Linked DNA regions of Mus musculus: region 1 is linked to region 2. The links are chromatin contacts, called in public Hi-C maps. All regions are on one chromosome and are shown on one strand. Each heading gives the region's core, a stretch centred on a gene start, on an enhancer-like site or on the middle of the called end of the contact. The rest is flanking DNA. Distances are from core to core; before and after follow the strand shown.

Evidence for each region. A called contact is a pair of places that touch in the nucleus more often than the background predicts.
Region 1: a contact with region 2 is called in a Hi-C map of CD8 T cells, with 2.6 times the contacts expected there. The contact joins two enhancer-like sites. A contact is called at or near these places in 7 of 484 Hi-C or Micro-C datasets (B cells, CD4 T cells, CD8 T cells and 1 more) and 3 of 115 datasets of contacts at active chromatin or transcription factors (large pre-B cells, microglia and regulatory T cell precursor).

Annotation. Positions count from the first base shown.
Region 1 is chr7:114,083,602-114,089,620 of GRCm38.p6, reverse strand. The region is part of intron 1 of Rras2 (related RAS viral (r-ras) oncogene 2); the gene reads left to right. Among named protein-coding and RNA genes, the nearest start is that of Rras2, 31 kb to the left of the region's middle. Within about 2 kb of position 1,405, at least 66 of the 459 cell types and tissues checked have an H3K27ac peak or open chromatin away from gene starts, as enhancers often do. A contact at or near this core is called in B cells, CD8 T cells, natural killer cells and 1 more, where this site is marked.
Region 2 is chr7:114,478,288-114,483,753 of GRCm38.p6, reverse strand. The region is part of intron 1 of Pde3b (phosphodiesterase 3B, cGMP-inhibited); the gene reads right to left. Among named protein-coding and RNA genes, the nearest start is that of Pde3b, 66 kb to the right of the region's middle. Within about 2 kb of position 3,258, at least 128 of the 459 cell types and tissues checked have an H3K27ac peak or open chromatin away from gene starts, as enhancers often do. A contact at or near this core is called in B cells, CD8 T cells, natural killer cells and 1 more, where this site is marked.

The DNA.
Region 1 (6,019 bases), core at 156-2,655, 390 kb after region 2:
TGTGTGTGTGTGTGTAAGAAAACACGGGGAAGCCACTGAGGAAAGGGTCAGAGAGTAAGTGAGAGACAAAAATCAGAAAAGCCTTGCAACCCGAAGAAGGATCCTTTACAACGAGGAGAAAAGGTTACAGTGGCTCTTGAAGGCAGAGGCTTCATCTCCCCTATGGCTGTTGCTCCTGGGTGGCATTCATACATAAAGCAGGACCTGTGGTGGATTAGGCTGCACCCCAATGTGGTGCAGGGACTGCAGACCTTCAGACTCTTAGATTTTGTGGGGACAGAGTCTTGTCGTCCAGGCTCCCACAGTTTGAAGAGTTGTCCACCGCCATGTCTCATTCAGTTTCGACAGTGAATCTCCAATTCAGTTCAGCAGTCGATCCTCACTGGGCAAACAGTATCACCCTGGCTGTGTTCCCAGCCCCTTGATCACTCCTTAAGGTGTGAGTCTAAGGAAAGACGCTTTCCTTAGTGCTACCCTTGTAGAGTCCCACCTCTATCCTAAACTTTGCCCTGGGTCCTGTCAGTGGCAGGAGTCATGTGGGTGACTGACACTCCCCAGGGACCAGAAGTACAATAAGCTACTTGTTTGCAGTCTACCTTTATCTTTGTGTTGCTTATATTCTTACAGAGGTCAACTTGCGCTTACAGTTCTTTCCCTTTTTAGATCAGACATCTTTATTTTTTTCTTTACATCTATTTATTTTTAGATTTATTTATTTGTATTTTATGTGTGTGAATGTTTTGTCCGCATGTATGTATGTGTACAAGTGTCCTCTGGCCAGAAGAAGGCACCAAATCCTTTGGAAATGGAGTTCCCAGGGGCAGCCATCTCTCTAGTCCACAGCATGCTACTTTTCATGACTCTGTCTGTGGCTGTAAAGGTTGTGAAGAAAGAACTTTGAAATCAATTTATTTTGTATTTTCTTTTTCCTGATAAGTGTTTTGGAAAAGTTTCTCCAGAGGGCTTTTTACTTCATTTCACTGTTAGCGAAGTTGATAACTTTTCCTAAGAGCAACAAAAAGCTGGTGAAGGAATCTTTTGATGTCTACTTTAGCGCTGAAGACTGCTCGTGTTTCTGTAGGAAAGTGCGTCTGGTGCTTTTATTTTGTTTATAGATTGAAATTCACTAAAGAAACGTGTGTGTAAATGAGGCACACACACACAGAGGTCTCTTTAAAATCTTTGTTTTGATTAATTTATAGCCTTCAGTGTCAATTGGCCTTTGGCTTTTGGTACCAATCGCGTGACTCTAGACAAGTGTATTGCCCTTGAAGAAAAACAGCTTTGAAAAGATGTGTTAGAACATGGGAAAACTAGAATCTGCTCTCTTGTGGTTTCACGGGGTGCCAGAGGCGCTTGTGTCTCACTCAGTTGCTTTCTGCTCAATGAACAGATTACAGCCTGTGCCTGCAGCCTCACTGCAAAGGAAACAGCAGGAGGGTGAAGCCCTCAAGTGAACCCGACTTTTTTGTGGGGTGTGGTGGGTGGGCAGTCTACAACTTAAATAAACAAATTGAATCACGCAGGAAGAAAACCTTTGATCTTTGCACTCTTCGCACTGACTTTTTTTCTGGTATCGTTCCTTATTGTTTAAACATTTTCACGATGGTTAGCCCACGGTAGACCTGCGACTGCAGGCGTGTTGTTTAGTAGCTTTTAAGTCTTCTTTGAGATCATTTATTCAGCAAGCTCCTTTTCCCTTTGGGTGGGCAGCTCCTTGTTGATGAAGGTCTGAATTTTAGATCCTCACATTGTGGTCAAGGGAACTAATCCTTTTCATAATGTCACGTGGGATTCTTTTCGCTGGTTTATTTTTGAAGGTTTTGGCTGTTTTGATCACACATAGCTATTTTCTTTAACTCTGAAAAATAAAACCCATTTTATGTCCCTCTACTACAAAGCTCCTCAGGAGGTTCCCAGCCTTTGATCACTTCAATACCAGGAATGAGATAAATGTGTTGAAAATCTCCTCCTTGGGCAAGGAGAAGAAATCCTTCATTATTCGTGGCTAAGGTACCGTTGTTATCTGCAGTTGTAGGAGAGAGTGAGGCTCTGCCCCCAGACCTAGGACATCCTCTGCCTGCTTGCCAGCTTGGCGTCATTGCCAAATGCCAGGGTTGACTGAGTGTGTGGGAGAAACTCTTGAAAAAATCTGAACATTTACTCCACACGTATGAAGAAAGTAGAAGTGTTTCGTTCCTTCCCTCCTGTCTCCCGTCTTCTCTCTTTTTCCCTCTGTCCCTGTCTCCCCCTTTCCCTCTCTCCCCTGTCTTCTCTCTTTTCCTCTCTCCCCTCTGCCCCCTCTCTTCCCCCCTCTCCTCTCTTCCCTTTCTCCCCTCTTTCCCCTCTCTCCCCTCTCTCCCTTCCCCCCACTCTCCCTTCTCCCCTCTCTCCCATCTTCCCCCTTTGCCTCCCTCTGTTGAGGCTGGGGCTCACTGTGAGCCCTGGTTAAACCTAGGGCTTGAACTTGGGGCAGTTTTCCTGCCTCTGCTCCGAGTGCTGGGACCACACAAGTGCACTGCCCTGCTTGCAGCATTATATTTCTGAAGGTGGCTGCTGGGGGCGGGGGCAGGTTTGGGGGCCATTCAGTTCCAGTAGCCATTAGCTTCCTGGCTTTGGATGGGGTCCCTAACTTCTATGCCTGCGTGTCTGCACTGGGGGATACCTGTCCTGGTCAAAAGGGAGCTTCAGAGTCTCTGGAGCTAGTTGCAGGTGGCCGTGAGCTGCCCTAAGTGGGTGCTGGGAACCAACCCCCTACCCTGTGGCAGAGCAGAGTTCTTAGTTAATCTCAGCCCTCTCTCCAGCCCTTGACCACCTGCTCCTCCCGCCTCCAAGCACCTAGATCACAGCTGTGGGCTCGTCACCCTGCTTTAGGCGTTTACAGTTTGAGTCTTTTGTTTTTGTTGTTCATTGAGATGATGAAGACTGTGGGATCCCTCCCCCATGTCTCATAGATGCTTCTGCAGGACTTTGTGCTGAACCCACTATAACAACACTCAAATGTCCTCCACTCCAAGACACACCTTCCTCTTCCTTTTTTGCCTCCTCAAGGGAGACTCCTTGAGAGCGAGGGAGTCCTTGTTTATTTTGTTGTCTCTAGTGAGCTCTGCTTTCGTTGAACTGCAGTGTGAAATTTTCCAGGCTGGAGCTGAACACTTGGTGAGTCCCAGTCAGTAAAGGGGAGGTTAGTTGTCCCCTGCCCCCCCTTCTGAAAGTCTCATCTCCTATCTTTTTGATATGCTGAGAATGTTTATCGTCTTTTGCTTATTGCATGGAGCTAGTATGTAAATGAGGAAGCCAGGGGAACCATGTTTGGGGCATAAGACTTAGTCCTTGATGGTGCACACAGGGCCAGACTTCCTCACTGAGCTTCTGATACAGTTGTGGATGCGCCTTCTGCTTTAGTAGTGTCTTCAGAACCATGTTGTTTGTGAAATTTAAATGTAACCTCTTATTATAAATAGCTGTGCGATTGTGAGGCTTTTGGTTTTCACACCCGGATCACAGTGAGCCAAGTGTTTACTTGAATAGGTGGAGTTGGTCTCTTTTTAACTTGACCTCATGTACCCCAAATCTTAGATTTAATCTTAGCATTGAGAGAAACTACTGTGTGTTTTTCTTAAATTAACTTTGACAATGTGAATGATTAGAAAAGTACTGTCTAGAATCTGAATTAGTATTTGTCTAGAGATGACTACCACACAATTAAAAACAAATAAATGGTGCTTGCCACGGGCAGGTGCTCTGCCATTGAGCCGTATCCCTAGACCTTGCGTTTTGAAACAGGATCATGTTGTGGAGTTCTGGCTGACCTGAAACTCCCTGTCACCCTGCCTCAGCCTCCGCAGTACTGGAGAATATTGTTGTTATTATTTTTATCATTATTAAGAACTTTAGATTTACAGAAAGCCTGAAAAAATACTATATAAAATTTCTAAGTATCTTCATTCAGATTTCTGTGGTTTTTATCTAATGCCTTTTCTGTCTGGGTCCCACCAGGGTAACACACTGCACCCCCATCCATGTCTTCTTGGACTCCTCCTGGGTGGCTTACCTTTGTTTGGCTGGCCCTGACTCTTTTCTCACGGCAAGCCTAGGGTTATGGGGGTTGGAAGAGAGATGCAGAGCTAAAGCACTGGTTTCATTATGTCATACCCAGGGTGCAAACTGGTGTGTGCTTCATGACTGCTGGAGTTGACTCTGACTGGCGGCCATCATGACTGCTGGAGTTGACTCTGACTGGCGGCCATATTTGTCTGTGAATCCTGAGGACCCCCCCTGCCCACTGCTTTATTTATTTATTTATTTATTTATTTGGAGGAAGCCATTGTGCATAGCTCGTGTTTAATGTGTGGGATGTTTATGGTTTTAGTTGTTTTGCTTTTGAGAAAGGGTCTCACTATAAAACCTAGGCAGTCTTTGTGAGTCACCAGACTTGGCATTGCAGTTTTGAATAACCATACCTACATAGGACTGTAGTATAAACATTTAACCTCTGGCTGGTAAAATTTATGTTCTTATCAAAAACATGGCTATTTAAAACTGCTTTCAGAGAAGCTGGAGAGGCTCCTTGGTGGTCTTGGGTTCCAGGGAACCCAAGCTTGGTTCCCACACCTCCGTGACAAGGATCCATCAAGGAGATGTGACACCTCATGCAGGTACAAACAGGAAGAACACAACTCTCATATATAAATAAAATAAACTAGATATCGTAAAAAAAAGTTGAAATGCATTCAGAGATTTTATTTGGCAGAAAAATCAAGCTTTTGCTTATTGTAGTTTTAGCTTTTTCCACTGTAAGAGAGTTACTCTTCCTCCTACTTTTTCTCTTTTCTTTCCTCTCCTCTCCTCTTCTCTTCTCTTCTCTTCTCTTCTCTTCTCTTCTCTTCTCTTCTCTTCTCTTCTCTTCTCTTCTCTTCCCCTCCCTCCCTCCCTCCCTCCTTCCTTCCTTCCTTCCTTCCTTTTGAGATGGTGTGTTCCTGTGTAGCCGTAACTGTTCTAGAACTCTGTATAGACCACCAGGCTGGCCTTATTCAGATATTTGCCTACTTCTACCTCTAGAGTAGTTATAAGCCACCATGCCTTGCAATTTTTTTTTTTAGATTATGTATATGAATGTTTTGTCTGTCATACCATGTGTGAGCCAGGTGTCCAAAGAGGCCAGAAGAGGACCTTTTTTTCAAGACAGGGTTTCTCTGGCTTTCCTGGAACTCACGCTGTAGACTAGTCTAGCCATAGTCGGTTTCACCTCCTGAATTGCTGGTATTAAAAGCATGTCCCACCTCCTTCATCCCCACCCCTTACTTCCCCGAACCCCCTGGAACTGTAGTTACAGATGGTTGTGAGCTGCCCTGTGGGTGCCAGGAATCAAACTCAGGTCCTCTGCCAGAGCACACCTTAACCACCGAGCCATCTCTCCAGCCCCTCTGCATCTACTGGTGATGCCATCTAAGTGCTGTGCACACATGTGCATATATAAATATATTAAAAGATACAATTAAAGGGAAATGTGGACTATCATTGGTCTTTGATAAGACCTGCTAATGTTTTGGTCTCTCTTGCTTTCCTGCACTTCTTCACTGTTACTTCTAAACTGAGGGCTTAGTTGATATGTAAATTATGCTTATAGACCAGAACCGCCCAGAACCCAAAATGCCCAAGGGAAAGCACCCAGTCGGAAACCCCCATTACAGTGGACCTCTCCTTGGAGTTCCCATTTGTCTCTTTCAATTACAAGGCTTACTTTATAATTAGATCAGAATTTCCACCTTAAGTTCTCAGCTTCCTAGTTATCTGTAACTGCCGTGTGAACCTGATTGTAAACAAAACCTTAAAGGATGAACTTCAGTTGAACAGTTTCAGAAAGTTAATGGACTTGCAAAATAGAAAATAGGTATTTAATTTCACGTGTTAAGTTGAATGTAAGAAGTAATTGAAAGAAGGATTTGTGTTTTAAAGATGAGGCCTAAAGGGTTTGTGTGTGTGTGTGTGTTTTGTCTGTCTGTCTGTCAATATTTTT
Region 2 (5,466 bases), core at 2,009-4,508:
GTTCAGTTTAGGATAGAAAAAGGCTAGAAATAACACAAGTCACCAAAAATTGAGAAAATTTTATATTCATACATGCAATGAAAATTAATGAAATATAGCTACAACTATGTATGTGAATTGCAGATTATTGAACAGGACAAGACAGAAAAGTATAAGTGTACTTGCATAAATTGGATATATAATATTGAGGCATACCTTTGAAAATATTATTATATGGGATACTGTTCAGACCTTTAAGATGGTGAATAATTTTAGAGGAGAGAAGCTGTTCATACTTATGGCAAACAGGGAACACTAATTCTAATGGTAACATCCAAAGATGAAGGTGATGGGGGTAGAGGTGGAGCTTGGCCTGAAGAGTAAGATCCTTGGCAGTTTCCACTACATACCCAAACCATGCCTTCACAATAAAAGAAGGTGGGGCTGGTGAGATGGCTTAGCTGGTAAGAGCACTGACTGCTCTTCCGAAGGTCCTGAGTTCAAATCCCAGCAACCACATAGTGGCTCACAACCACCCGTATGACGCCACCCTCTCTAGTGCGTCTGAAGACAGCTACAGTGTGCTTATTTATAATAATAAGTCTTTGGGCCTGAGGGAGCCAGGCCGACTGCAGTGAGCAGAGGTCCTAGATCCAATTCCCAACAAGCACATGAAGGCTCACAACTACAGTGTGTGTGTGTATGTATGTATGTATGTGTGTGTGTGTGTGTGTATATATATATATATATATATATATATATATATGTATATATACATATATATATATATAATAAACTTTTTTAAAAAATAAAAGATGATAGTAGATCAATGATACTTGTCTTTAGTCTTTATATTTTATGCATACGTTAAACATACTTATTCTGCTTTGGCTAAAAAGAGATTAGAGAGACAAAGAAATAGAGATAGTTATTAGAGAACAAGCTTAATAAATTTATGACATAGAGGCACGAGTGAAATGGATCCAGTTATCAGACATTTTACATGGCAGGTTCCGTGGCATTATTTGTACTTGATGCTAGAAGTAACCAGAGTAGAAACAGAAAGGCAGCTAAAAGAGCAAATCATTTTTTATAGTGCTAGGTAGAACCCATACCACATGCATGCTGGGCAAGCACTCTACTACTGAGTCACAGCCACAACCAAGGAGGGGAACATCTGACGAAAGTATTAATCAGATGTTTAATGTAGCTGTAATATCAGATTATGCATGTGTAATTAGTACATACACATTTATAATGCTAGAGGAAAGTTTTAACTAGAAAACAGAAATAATATTATTGGTCAATTCTTATCAAATTATGATCTTTGACTTACTTGCTGTTTCACAGTACTTAAATAGTTACAGAGACTAAAGAAAGTACTATATTTCATAATTGGCCAATCTAAATTTAATTCTGAGTCCCATATAAATTTCAGTATTATCCATCTTAGGAGTTACTAACTTTACAAAAAAAAAAAAATTAAATGCTCCATAGTCTACAGCCTGCTTATTTGGTAAGAATACAAATTAACTGAAGTCTCTTTCAAACATTATTAATATCTCTTAAATTTGTACTCTTCCAACTGTGTTGCATTCTGTATCCGATGTAGAAATAATGAATGGCTCAAACTAAGTTCCTAAAAACTAATAGCATTATAAATATAGTGACATAAATGTCCAGTCTATCACAAGTGATACAAATCTGCAGTGTGACAACACTACTCATGAAAGCACTTGTGGAGGCCGAAGTGCCACTGGAATATGCCATGGCTACTTTCAAAAAGACTTAATTGTGTTTTAATTGGCAATTTATTCCCCTATATGCTTCGGAATATTGCCTACTTTGAACCTTTGTCAAATAATGACAGGAAAACAGAAACTTTTAAAGGACACATTAACATTATCTCTTTGATGATAAACTAACATTCTTTTCTAGAACAAGAAAATAATGTTTTCACAGATGAAACAAAGGATTTTTATTCTGAATTTAAAAAAAAAAAAAACCTATCACGGCACCACTCAGATTGTGAAATCCTCTCTGCGAAAGCATGAAAAAGACAAACCATTGCTGACAGATTTAAAACACTAGACACAAGGAGCAGCAACATTATGCTGAAAGAAAGAGAAAAAAATGAATGGATCATGTGACAGCTCAAGACACCACAAAATAGAAAAAGTGCACAAGCAAAGGAGTAATTGTGCAGAAATGTTACTTCTCTGGTGATTCTAAGAAGAAGCCATCCCTTGGAAAAGTATAATCCACACACAGAAGATCAGCAGCTAACTTTCTATATGTTCATCACAAAATATCCATGTTGTAAAAGCTGGCTTGTTCCTCTTTAGTCATTGTTTTGTAAACTTTAGCATCGACTTGAAAATGTGTGTTAGAATCAGGAATGTTCCTAGACAGTATCAGTTATCTGAAAAGCAAACATCTTCAATAAGAAATAAATGTGGCACACTGACCTGCATGCTGCTTTTCATTAGGTGAGTGTGAGATATGGCCATGCAGAGCAGACCAAGTTGGCCTCAAATTCTTGAATTTCTGATCTTCCTCACTCCACCTCTCAAGAGCTAGGATTATTACAGGTTGTGTCATCATGCCCAGCTACCCAAAGCTTTTACTTGCAGAAAACAACTGGCATTTCAAACATGATGAGCAAGATTCAATATAAACAGCACAAATGTAAACACAATTTTGGCTATAGATTATCTTTTTATTATGCTTTAGAAAATGGAGCAAACTACTAAAATAATTTAAACAAAATATGAAATAATTCTATTTCTCAAAAGTTAAATATGATATGTCTCATGAAATTAATAACTAGCACAAGCAGAAAGTAGACATTAGTGAAAATGTTTATAATTTCAATGTCCATGAATGTATAGAACCAACAGTAATGAGCAATGCCTGCCTCCCCTGTCTAACTGTGGTTTTATGGTCTCATTTAAACGAAGCAGAAAGGGATTAAATATAAATGAACCCAAAACATGTAACTTATTTACTTCTTATAACGAAATACCTTTGTTACTACAAAAAGAGGTTGTTGAAACAAAAACACAAAAAGAGGTTGTTTATAATTTATTAAAGTAGTAAAAATTTATTTTTAAAAATTTACCTAAAAGTGGTGGGAGGCTATCAGACATACAGAGTGCACAATGCATGGCAAGTATAATTTAATGTTTTCAAGTATTTGGTCTAAGTATTTACTTCTCCTATATAGTATGCAGGTCTACTGAAATCTTGCTTCCAGGTAGACAGTCACTACTCTGCATGAATACTTTTCATGTTAGCAAGGCTGAGACAACTAAACTTCAACTCCCATACCACTAGACCAACATTAAGAGAAGAGTAAAGCTGAACTGTGAATCACAATAAAAGCATCCCAGTGACTATAGAGAATGTGCTTACATATTTATGACTATGTCCCTCAAAACGACAGTACTCTGAACGACTGCATTATCTGAAATGACCGAGTCTTTTCACAAACTATGGCTTACACACTGACGCTAATTTTAAAACACTACTGCTTTTTCTAGGTTACATATGAAATGTATATTCTTTTAAAAATTTTTAGTTGGTTTGATAAAGTTGTACCCAAGGCTGCTTTTATTTAAATTCATCTTTTCTTTGTGGCTAAAAGTTGAATCCTGATAAAAGTTTCTGTTTGAATATGTTTATAAGTCTAACATGCTTTACAGAGTTCTACAAAACCACCAAAACCACAGTGAATCATCAGCAGCACAACCAGGAGATGTTATCAAGTTCAATTACGTCAATGAGGTTTTACTTCATTTTTCTCTATGCGGCCCAAAAGAAAAACATATATGCATCCTCAAAAACAGAACTGCAACACTCATGTCAAAGTTAAAAGACTGTGTGCTGTGGTGCATTCCCGTGTGAACTGTGAAACGTGCTGTGTTCTTAGTTCTTGAGCTTCTTCACATCTGTGCTACTGAAACTGAACAAATTTCAGTACTTCCAATTTTTCTAATTCTGTGTCCAGTGGAGACCATCATTTAACTTGGTGTTTACTGAACATAAAAACATAAAAGGGTAGATAAAAATGTTAAACTACAGTTGTAGTTTATAATAGACTCTAATACATGAACAAAATTTGAAAGAAAAAAAGAACCCCGTTCAGGAAATCTAAAACAGGAGGAGAAGGGGTCTGTGAGGGACAGAGACAGGGAAGAGCCTACTATTACACTATTGTTTTTCTATTATTCCTACTAATCAACTACTAGGATGATGTTTATGGTGACTCTGACTACATACAATATTAATTTACTATAATTACCCATATTCCTGTAATTCTGGGCCTTCTCCATTTCACATATGAAGAAGTACACATCACAAAATCATATGACTAGCCATACTTTAGATTTAATTCTAGTGCTTTAGGAATTGTTAGCCATTAGGAAATACCATCTTATACTTAACAGTTTACTGCTGTGTGCTAACAACGTGCCCACTGCTTAGCAAAGCATGTAAAAAGCACAGCAACTTGACATACGAGCCTGGCTTCGTGTATGAGAAGAGGAGGCATGCAGTGGTATAGAGGACATCTCTGCTTTAGCCTCCTAGGCCCATTTTTTGTTCTCCTTTGAAACATAAGGGAGTTAAGCCCTATACTCTGTGTCAGCTAAACTGTGTGCAGCTGGTTTCTGCTTACACTTAACTTACACAGCAGGAGTCAACAGCAGGAAACTAGAGTGTATTCAAAGGTAAAACAGGTTAATTCCTCTATTCTGCTTCCCTGGATCTGCATACCACTCCTCCAGCAACGATTTGGTCCTCCAGACTGCAAGTTTTCAGAGGATTCATCAGCTTCGGTGATGACTGAACTTTGAAAACGCCTGTTCTTCAAGTCACAGGTAAGGTGCTTTCTACTGTTGCAAGTCTCTAGCCTTCTCTTAGCCATATTCTTAACTGCTTTTATTATCTAGAATATTTTTTATTAAAACATTATTATTTGAACTATTTTGATGGAATTCTGTTTTATACTGGGTCCCTAAGTTATGCCAGGCTATCATAACTAAGTTTTTTTCTGTCATTGCAAAGTAACAGAATATGAAGTTGGGTTTGTTTCCTCTGATTTCATTATCTTCTACTATGCTAAATAGTTGATGATTTATGTTTTTTAATTTATGCTTTTTAAAAATTAAGACTTTTTTTGTTTTGTTTTTGTTTTTCAAGACAGGGTTTCTCTGTATAGCCCTGGCTGTCCTGGATCTCACTTTGTAGACCAGGCTGGCCTCGAACTCAGAAATCCGCCTGCCTCTGCCTCCTGAGTGCTGGGATTAAAGGCGTGCACCACCATTGCCCGGCTAAGACATTTTAAATTTTTTAAATCATCTATCTAGATTGGTGGCTTTTATTAATAAAAGTTGTTCCATGTATTCATACAATAATTTAGTCATTCTATTGTTATAACCCAGGGTCTCTATAACAGTACATAGTTACAACATCCACTGATATCTG